Regions from separate parts of the Mus musculus genome. Here regions 1 and 2 are each linked to region 3. A link is a contact called in public promoter capture Hi-C data. All regions are on one chromosome and are shown on one strand. Each heading gives the region's core, a stretch centred on a gene start, on an enhancer-like site or on the middle of the called end of the contact. The rest is flanking DNA. Distances are from core to core; before and after follow the strand shown.

Evidence for each region. Promoter capture Hi-C pulls out the DNA fragments that hold promoters and counts their contacts.
Region 1: a contact with region 3 is called in a promoter capture Hi-C map of liver, with 5 times the contacts expected there. The contact joins the promoter of Cox7a2 here to the promoter of Gclc in region 3. A contact is called at or near these places in 4 of 39 promoter capture datasets (erythroid cells, hippocampal neurons, liver and 1 more) and 1 of 9 other capture datasets (liver).
Region 2: a promoter capture Hi-C map of erythroid cells shows a contact between it and region 3, with 12 times the contacts expected there. The contact joins the promoter of Tmem30a here to the promoter of Gclc in region 3. A contact is called at or near these places in 1 of 39 promoter capture datasets (erythroid cells), 1 of 484 Hi-C or Micro-C datasets (muscle stem cells), 1 of 115 datasets of contacts at active chromatin or transcription factors (astrocytes) and 1 of 9 other capture datasets (adipose tissue).

Annotation. Positions count from the first base shown.
Region 1 is chr9:79,758,333-79,761,667 of GRCm38.p6, forward strand. Cox7a2 (cytochrome c oxidase subunit 7A2) reads right to left here and starts at 1,521. Exons shown (of 4, transcript NM_009945.3): 1 at 1,308-1,521; 2 at 158-247. The coding sequence starts at 1,325. It also overlaps the pseudogene Gm51685.
Region 2 is chr9:79,791,424-79,794,995 of GRCm38.p6, forward strand. Tmem30a (transmembrane protein 30A) reads right to left here and starts at 2,007. Exons shown (of 7, transcript NM_133718.4): 1 at 1,551-2,007. The coding sequence starts at 1,787. It overlaps 4930429F24Rik (RIKEN cDNA 4930429F24 gene), which reads left to right and starts at 2,218. Exons shown (of 3, transcript NR_040734.1): 1 at 2,218-2,442.
Region 3 is chr9:77,752,393-77,755,911 of GRCm38.p6, forward strand. It overlaps Gclc (glutamate-cysteine ligase, catalytic subunit), which reads left to right and starts at 2,143. Exons shown (of 16, transcript NM_010295.2): 1 at 2,143-2,567. The coding sequence starts at 2,418.

The sequences.
Region 1 (3,335 bases), core at 271-2,770, 2.0 Mb after region 3:
GAGCACCTCTTAGACACAGCAAATAATCCTCCTTACGATAAAAAAAAAAAAAAAAAAAAAAAAAAAACCTTGAGAGCCTCTAAGAAGCAGATCCTCTGGACTTACTCTACCGTGCCAGCTCTGTTACAATTAACAATCACATAGAACACTTCAGTACCTGAAACAGCTTTTGTTTCTCTGGAACCTTGTTTTCAAAATGCCTTCGTGAAGTGGTGCTGATGGTCCTCTGGGCAATCTGACGAAGGGCCTGAAACAGAAAATTCACATGCATCGAACAAGACCTAAGAGTCCAAAGAAACCTGTAAAGGCAACTTCCAACCCTTCACACTGAAAGGAAGCTGAGATTTAAAGCATTATCGAACTTGTCAGTACTATCCAAGACTAGCATCCAGATTTTCTACATGTTGTCTATTCTCTGCTCTGTGCTTCATGTTACATATCATAGTCTTCAGAAACCATGACCTATATATAACCTGTGCCTGAAATTAATCAGTAGTATTTTATAGAACAAAACATGCTGATATACAGAAAAATAAATGATATAGACATCTTATAAGTTCTAACATTTTCATTTAATATTTGCCTATGTCAAAAATCTATTCCTGGCAGGGTAGTGGAGGCTCAAGACTTTAATCGCAGCACTAGGGAGGCAGAGGCCATGCTAGTCTACAGATTTAGTTCCAGGATAGCCAAGGCACTGAAAAATTACTTTGCAGTGGAGGGCACATGCTAGAACACTCCTGGACATCTAAGAAAAATGTAATTGGTGTTAAGTCTTAATTGTGTTAAACGATTACAAAATAAAATCAAAACACACCTTTTTAAATTTTGGAGAAATATTCACCAAGTGTTAAAGGTAATTCTGAATCGTCATTACACTTCAATCATGAAACCCATTAAATCCCAACTAAAACTGTACAATTTAGTTCTTTGGCTTACTTCTTTGAATCAGGTAAAATTTTATCTTTTCACTATGATACAAAACAAAATGACAACAAAAAGCCACCTTCCACCTAGGTTTTCCAGGTGTCCAAGATCCCCCCACTGGAGCCTACGTCAGAGCTACAGTCATAGCCATAAGCAACGGTAAGCTGTAGTGACCAAGAACCAAATGCGATCCTGCTCTTCCCTCTACGACTACCCAGAAACAGCCAGGGGCGAGTGGACGGAAGGTCAGGGAAAAGGACGCGCGGCCAAGGTGACTCCGGCTGCTGTCTTCTGCCACATTTCCAGCACGCCTTTCTGTCAGGATGCCTGACCCTCCGCCCCGACACTCCAGTACCAGCCAAACCCCCAAAGCTACCTACCAGCAGATTCCGCAACATCTTGGCTCGGTTGTTACCCACCAACCGCGACTACTGAACGCCAAAAATCGAAAGCCACCAGACCGGAAACGGAACTCCCTCCTAGCGCTGCGCGCGCGTCGAGCAAGAGGGCTCGTTCCGGGAAGAGGAGGGGCTCGCGCTCCCGACCATAGAGAGCGGAAGGCGAGCCAGAGCGACTTCTCGCAGCGGCCCGTCTAGCCTCCGGACCTCCGAAGCTATCCTTACCACTTGGCTCCGCCCTGCCGCGCCTGCCGCCGGACCCAGAATCACAATGGAAAGCAAACGCCACCCGCAATGGAGAGGCGTGAAGTCTTGCAGCCCTCTTCATACGCTCTGGTGAAGTCAGTGGACAACCAGACTACCCGGAAAGTAGCTTGTCTTGTGAGAAGGCTTTGAGCCATTGTTTACAGTCTGAAGGAACAATGGATGTCAAAGCTACGTCGTACAAGCTTAAATATTCAAAAGCTCCTCTTAATACGGATAGAGTCCAGTTTTAGGGTTTGTCTTCCACAGATGAAAGTGGGAGGCGTTAGTCTTTGTGCTGAGATCATATAGGAACGACCGATGTTGGCATCCACAGGTATGCCAACCTGTGGATCTTCTGCTAAACTCCTTGTGCTGGAAGCTCTTCCTGTGTCCCCAGACTGGAACTGGCTGACTTCGTTATTGAGTCTGGGAAAACGCTGAAAAGAGGGGAATACATTTTTAAATCCACGTTCAACACAAATATCGACTGTGTCGTGCTTTCTCAGATCCGCAGCACATTTCACTCCTGGATGGAGCTGTCAGAAGTGCGCGTATTTTACAGATAGGCTGTTAGCATTTTGCATCAGTCTTGCATAACTATTCCTCCTTACAACTGCCTTTATTCTTCTGCACACTAATGTACAAGTAAAAATAATCTACTCAACAATACAAATGTCTTTCCACCCTTTTGCAAACTCAGAAACGACTTCATTGCCATTTCAGGTAAAAGCTAATGATAAACGGGTTCCACAGTGTTGCGTGAATAAAAACTGGTAATGCTTAATTCCTTCAAATCTTGGGGTACTTTTTTCTTCATAACCTACTGTACCCCCAACACAGTCTAAATTTTCTTCCTTACCAAGTTTATAAACACCCATTATAACTGACTTTTTTTCTACCACCTCTTAATTATTCAATGTACCATCGAGCATAATTACCAACAGCTGGGGATGGGGAGTTTTGTTTTTTTTTTTTTTTTGTTTTGTTTTTTACATTTATTGTCTGTAATTGGAATTCGTTAAAGTTTGTGCTGCTGTCGCTGTTTCACCACAGGATATAAGTTTTCCCAGAACCGACTGTATACTTACCATTCCCCTAACACTAATAAAAATGGGCCTACTAGGGGGGCTGGTGAGATGGCTCAACGGGTAAGAGCGCTGACTGCTCTTCTGAAGGTCCTAAGTTCAAATCCCAGCAACCACATGGTGGCTCACAACCACCCATAATGAGATCTGATTACCTCTTCTGGTGTGTCTGAAGTCAGCTACTTACATATAATAATAAGTAAATCTTAGAAAAAAATAGGCCTACTAACCAACACTAAGTGCATACTGTTTGACATTCCTAGGAATAGTGACTGTCCAAGAAGAACCAAGAGTTTACATTAAAACTACCTATAACAGCGTTGTCACTTAGGGCAGTACAATTTTCTCTTTACTGGACCACTCCATCTACAGACACATTCCATTTTAAAAAGGAAAGGACACATATGAAACAAAACAGTGTTTCTATCCCATTCTCTCCAGAATAAAAGCAGACTTCTGCAACTTGTGTGCCCCTCCTTTTGTGTTAGTCTTTTCCAAAATCACTTCTTAGGCAAGCTTCTGCATTATCAGCCACGGATATCACAGGTGCTCATTCCCCCAGAGTACATTTTAATTTGGAAATAAACTATCAAGGCAAAGGGAGCAACATGAGTGTGGAATGCGAGCCTTTTAAGGAGGTTTCCACACACCACTCTCCTAAGAGTCCTCTTGCACGTTG
Region 2 (3,572 bases), core at 757-3,256, 2.0 Mb after region 3:
TTATTTTAGAGATGAAGAAACTAACCTTCAGAGAAAGTAAGTCAATTACCCCCCCTGAAATCTAATTAAAGCTGCAGAGCTCAGGGTTTAGGTATGACAGGGAACAGAAGTGTTTTACATCCGAGAAGTTTTTTTTTTTTTTTTTAAAACATTCTGTACGTTTGTATAGTTTTCTCCAGTTGAGCATACCTAATCTCAAACTCTACAATCCAAAATATTCTAAAATCAAAACTTTTCTCCTGCCCAACCTGTTTGGCCCAGAGCTTCATTTACATTTTGGAGCATTTTGGGCTACCTTTGAGTATATCACAAGGCTAAAACCACGAAGATAAAATATATACCAAAAACATACGCTGTGAGCTTGCTCTAGTCAAAATAAAATTTAATAAAAGATTTTTAAAATACACTCTAGATACTATTCTTACTGTCATTAATACTGAAGCACTGTGCAGTTAAAATATATATATATATGTGTGTGTGTGTGTATGTATGTATATATATATATATATATATATATATATATATAAACCAGCTTACTTTAGTAAACTGAACAAAGTCACCAAAGTCCCTAGCTAAAATGACTGGGGACGTCCAATTAAATGTAGTATTTATTTTTAAATTAAGTACACAAAAATATATCTTTACAACAGAAGAAAGCAAGGTTACTCAACATCGATCTTGCCAGTTCAAACAGATGAAAACTCCCTTAATTTGATGGAGGACTTGTGGACGTCCAATACTGTCCGCCACACAGTACTCACATCCTGCTATAAACCCATCTTTACTGATGCGGACGGATAAAAATGCAGTGATTACTGCACCAACACAAATCAAAATGTTTCCCTCAGTAGAGTGTTTCTATCACATCTAAGTAGGATATTCCAAAAAAAAAAAAGTAATGCCAGTGAAATCGTTTATAGCTAGTTTCCAACTTATTTCGTGTGGAATCATTGATATGCATATTTTAAAAATCAAGCAGGAGGAATTAGGACCACTGTGGGGCATAATTAGAAATGAATACCGCCTAAAAACAAACCAGAACTGAAGTTTCATGCCTTTAACTATATCGTGGCCAACAACTAAAAATATCTAATTAGCTCAAAATCAAAGTTACTTGTGTGCGCTCTGTATGACTTAATTTCTTCACAGAAGAATCAATACCTTTATTGACTCCGGGTCCTACACCCAACCAATTTGTTAATCTCTGTGTCCCAGAATAACCCCCGCCCAAATAACAACAGTCTGCCCCTGTGAGTTGCCTCAGAGTTAAACACGTAAATCTAACTCTTTTTCCTCTTATCTCCTCCTAAAAGACATTCACTCTACCTCTCGGAAACCCACGCAAAGCGCCTCCAAAAAAAGTCTCGTCCACCCGACATTCTAGCTGTATTCATTCCATTTCCAGCCAGGTAAACCGAGAGCCAAAGGAAGCGAGCCCACAAAACTGCAAACTCAGAAAAGCCACAGAAGAAACCGAGAAGGCACCAGAGGGCGGGGCCCGCCTGTCACCTTCTGGGAGCCGGGGGATCACTGCCACGCCCCTCCCTCACCTCGATCTCACGGATGTTGTTGGAGGTGACGAAGATGCCGATGCCGATGGGGATGAAGATGAGGCCGATGATGAAGAAGGTGGGCAGCACCGTGCCGGCCGTGAGGATGGGCTGCCAGGCGGGTAGCCGTTGCTGTTTGAAGGCCGTGTTATCCGGCCTCCGGGTCTTGGCGGCGCCCCCGGGAGGACCCGCGGGCCCGCCGTCCACCTCATCCTTCGCGCTATAGTTCATCGCCATCGGCCCCCGGGCTTCGGCTCGGCCACGTCCAGCTGGGCCGCCCAGGGGACTTGCGTGCCGCCGACCCTGACAGGAGACGCGCAGTCACCGCTGCCGCTACCGCCTCCGCCACCCGCGCCGCCACCGGGGAGGCGGAAGAGGCGGGACACGCTTCTGCGGCCGGCCGCTGACCGGAAGCGGGCGTCTTTAGGAGACGCCCCAGGGAGGGAGAGAGAGGAAATGGGGAGATGATTGAGGGACGAGGGGAGGGGAGGGGGAGGAGGATGGAAGGGGGAGGAAAAAGACGGACGCACCCTGATCATCTGCCCTGTGACGACAAAGTGAGGGCTTTAGGCCGGGCGCGCGGCTACGTGAGCGCATGCGCGGCCCGGAGCGACGTCTGCGCACTAGGACGGTAGCGTCTTCGCTTCCCCGGGAGGACGCTTCTGTTGGCGCACACTTCCTGTTGTGGTTATCATGGAGACTTCTGGAGCCGTCAGGTCGGACTCGGTGACCTGGGCTACCTGTAATTTCGGCGCCGGGTTGACTTTTCTTATGACGCCTACGCCTCTTCTGAAGGGAGTTGTAGCGTCCTGGAGTCCACATGTTTAAAAGGATGCAGATCCCTATTGAATTTTAACTCGCCACTCAGTGTGCCTCTATGAATTTAAGTGAGGTATAACATGCGACCCATTTGATATAATAATAATAATAATGATGATGATGATGATGATGCAACCTAGTTTAGCCCTAATCCCTCGCTTCTGATCGATTTTCATTTATTTTTCTGTCTACTTCACATTGGTTTGGGAAGGTTATTGTAAAACATGACAGTGATTCTTTTTTTTTAAACTTGGTAATCAAAAACCAGAACATAATACCACTTGTTTAAAAAGGGGTATTAGTTTTAACCTGCCAAGGAAATTCTCGTTGAGACTATGTGTAATGTCAGCCCTTGAAAGGTAAAGGCAGAGTAATTGAAATTACAAGGCCAGTCTGAGCTACTTAAGAGGCCAGCAGGAAATCCATAGAGAACCTGTCTCAATAAATAAACAATAATTAGTAACTCAAAGACACCAAAGCAGTACAGAGAATACAAAGTGTAGAATTCAACTATAAAGCGTAAGATGCTAACCTCCATTGATTGACTGTAGGCAGGATTTTTTCTTTTCTATATTTTACAAATTTTCTTTTATAAGTGTGTAATTTTGCAAATTTACAAAAAAAATGATTATATAGCATCTACATTTTGAAATTGTGTTTGAAATCCAGACTATCTGACAGTACCTACTTTTAAAAAGTCTTTGTCTACAGTTTTGACTTGCTCCAGTATGTTCTTCTGTGATCTTGGATTTCCCGGCCCCGGGTTTTCCAGACAGGGTTTCTCTGTGTAGACCAGGCTCCCCTCAAACTTGTATAAATCCTCTTGCCTCCTGGGTGTTGTAATTAAAGGCCTGGGCCACCACAGCCTAGCTGATCTCAAATTCTTAAGGCCTCTAGAATCCTTAGGTTTGTATCTTGCTTTAGCAGCCTAAGTTTACCTTCAACCCCATTCAAATGGAAAAGAGTCTGTCATAGAGAGGCTTAGCCTGTTGTCTTAAACGTTCTGTTGGGTAAAATGTTCATCACAGTGTTGGGGATAATCATGGAGTCCTTTTTCTTTCTTTTTCCCCACTCCTGTTTAGATTATCACAGTTAGATGTGTTAGTTCCTTTATTTCTACTCTAGAACTCGGTTTAAATAGTGCTACAACTGAACCTTCAACATACAATTGAAAATATTCAGGGGAAAAAATTGCTTCTGAGC
Region 3 (3,519 bases), core at 893-3,392:
CTTAACCGCTGAGCCATCTCTCCAGCCCCCCAAAATTAAGCTTACTACAACTAAAAGTTCACTTCTTATGTCATGTCAGTAGGATTCCAAATGCTCAATAATCACTTGAGGCTGGCAGCTGTCCTGCTGAGTCATGCAGGTGTATGAAAATGTGAGGTGAGACTTTGAGAATAACCAAATCTTCTTTGGGGTACTTTACATGCAGGTAAAACAGCTTCTCTCCCCATCTCCCAATACCTGTTCTGCTCACAGAGAACCTAGGCTTATTAAACACTAGTCTATATTGAACAGTTCCCTAGAAGTACAAAATACACACACAGACGTGCGCGGGCGCACACACACACACACACACACACACACACAAACACACAGACATCACCGGTACTCTAAGGAAAGCCAGTATCCAACATATATAGTGATACAAATTCAGGCACAACACAGAGTAGTCAGGACTCAAAGGAGTGTATCAGCTGGAGAATCTGCAGCACCCAGAAAAGAAGAAAGAATGGTGGATCAGAACATAGTTAACAACCTAGCAAGGATGGTGGGGAGGACACAATAAGGTAGTGGGCAGTAAGTAGTGAAGATTGAGTGGTGGTGGTGTTAGAATGGTTTTTTAAAAGAATATTATTCCAGCTATGTGCGAGAGAGAGACAGCATCATGTCTCCTCAGTTTTAGATGCCATCTAACCTGTGCACATACTTAAATGCATTCCACTGTGCAAATCACAGCCACACTTTCAGTATCTGTGGCCCCAAGCTCTTTGATGGCCTCATTCAATGAGGAAATATTCCTATCATGCATTCATCGATTAGTGTTCATTGAATGTTGTGATGAGTGTTCATTAACTATTAAATCTAAAGCAAATGTGGAAGTCCATGCCTCTAATCCCAACACTCAGGAGGCTGAGGCACGATGGCTGCCTGGAGTTCAAGGCCAGGTTGGGCTATCTAGTGAGATCTTGTCTCTAAGTAACTACATGTTGAAAATGTAGTTACAATGTGTGTGTGGGGGGGGGGAGGGTGTAATAAATGTTTTCTGCCCTCTGTACATGAATGGATCATCTAGTTACTGCATATATTTATACAGTTGCAAAACATTAATCGAATAACTATTCGGGCAAGGTACCTTCCCTTCGTTCCCACGGAATCCAGTTCCCAGAGCCTTCCGCACTCAGGGTAAAGCTCTCCTGAGCAATAGAATGACCACCGCTGGATGGACCTTCGGTTCTGAAGGTGGGGAAACTTCTGAAGAAACTTCTCACACTGCACACTTGGAGACAAGACAAGACAAGACCTCTTTTGCACAGTGAGTGATCTCTGTGCCGACCAGAGATCCCATTGGCAAATAGTTAACGTACAGGGTTTACAATGATGATATACATATATCTAATCCCTGCCCATACATGGACGCATGTAAATAACCAGCAATCAACTCTATGCATATCCATGCCATGTGGAGTCGTACAACATTTATTAAAAAGTATTACTCAGCCAGGCAGTGGTGGCACATGCCTTTAATCCCAACACTTGGGAGACAGAGGCAGGCAGATTTCTGAGTTCAAGGCCAGCCTGGACTACAGAGTGAGTTCCAGGACAGCCAGGGCTACACAGAGAAACCCTGTCTCGAAAAACCACACATACACACACACGCACACACACTCACACAGTATTACTCAGCCAGGCGTGGTAGTGCACATAATTGATCCCAGCACATGGGAGGCAGGAGGATCTCTATGAGTTCGAGTCCAGCAAAGCCAGTCCAGGACAGCCAGGGCTACACAGAGAAACCCTGTCTTGAAAAACCAAGAAGAAAAAAGAAAAAAAAAAAAAGGATTACTCTTAACTTTATACCCTTTCTACCAGTACAGAGTTGAACAGATATTCAGATATTTCAGCTCTCTCTCTCTCTCTCTCTCCCTCTCCCCCCCTCCCTTTTTTTTTTTTTTTTTTTTTTTTTTTTTGACCCAGTTTTCTCTTAGGACCCAGACTTTTCAGTCCTTATTCGCAGACAGCCCCGCCCCCCCGCGGACACCCTCGGCCTCAGCCCCGCCCCCGCCCCAGGCCCCACCCACGACCTGCCGCTTCGTTCCCCGCCCCCGCCGCAGCCTATAAAATCTGGAGCGCGGCGCACGGAGCGGCAGGCGCGGAACTGGGCATGCTCTGTGTCGCCGCAGCTTTGGGTCGCAAGTAGGAAGCCCGTGCACGACACCGGCGGCGCCGAGTGGAGCGCTGCCGCGGCGGCCAGGGCCGCAGGGCCGGCGTGGGAGCGCGAGACCGGGCGGCGGCGAGAGACCCCGACCCGGGCTGTCAACCGCGCGGCGGGGTCCGAGCCGGAGCGGGAACGGACGGGACGCCCGCCGCGCGGCCCGAGGGCGCCCCCAGAGCGGAGCTGCGGCCGGGAGGAGGACGCGGCCATGGGGCTGCTGTCCCAAGGCTCGCCACTGAGCTGGGAAGAGACCCAGCGCCACGCCGACCACGTGCGGAGGCACGGCATCCTCCAGTTCCTGCACATCTACCACGCAGTCAAGGACCGGCACAAGGACGTGCTCAAGTGGGGTGACGAGGTGAGCCCGCGCGCCTTTGTTCGGCCAGGCCGCCCGCGGCCCCGCCACCGGCCCGGGCTCGGCGCTGGCCACTCGGGCTCATTCATTCCTGTCGGGAGGCAAGCCGCTCGGACACAGGGAGGGCCTGAGCGGGAGGAGTGTGAATATCTGCCTCCCGGCGTCCGGTCGCACTGTTCGCCTTGGAGATGAGTGTGTACAGGACCGACTTGCCCGGCTGGCTTGCTATCACGTTTCAAATCTCCAGGGTGTTTGCTTCGGCCCTCGGTTTTCTCTAGCTCTTTTTCTTAAACGCCTGACACATCTCACATCTGTCCGCAAACTTTAGAGTTATACATTGCAACAAATACATTGCTAGACCTAAGGACTTGGGGTTGTCTTCCTAAAAGACGGGAGACTTCATTATCCGGTTTAACTGTAAATGCTTACAACTTAGAGGTTAGGTAAGACTGGTTAGAGCCAGCAGCTAAGCGTTACCAGTCAATGCTAAAACTTGTGCATGATCTCTGGGACCCATTTGTTCGAACCATCTGAAAGCGGCAACGCTAAAAACATTTTTTTGTGTGTGCATCCCCTATTTTTAAATAAGCACATTGATAAAAAGATACATAAAGTTAAATAACCTCTTGAGTCTGACCTTTATTGTGTGGGGTTGGCATTTACGGCAGATAGCGTGCCACTCCTGTATGTATTTATCGTTTAGTATTATCCTTGGGCTAAGTTTCAAAGTGTTGCTGTACCGGCATAGACTAGCTTGCGAAAAGTTAGTTTTTCTGTATCTAATGTTGGTAGATGATTCTGCCATCTGCAGCTGAAAGAATTATGCTTGGCCTAAGGAAGTATTAGGACTAATATATATTCCTACAAAAAAAATTGTCTATCACCACATTTTCTTTCAGGAAAGGGACACACTCGTTTGGCAGTTCTCCAGTTTTAGTCCAAAGTTTGTTGTGTA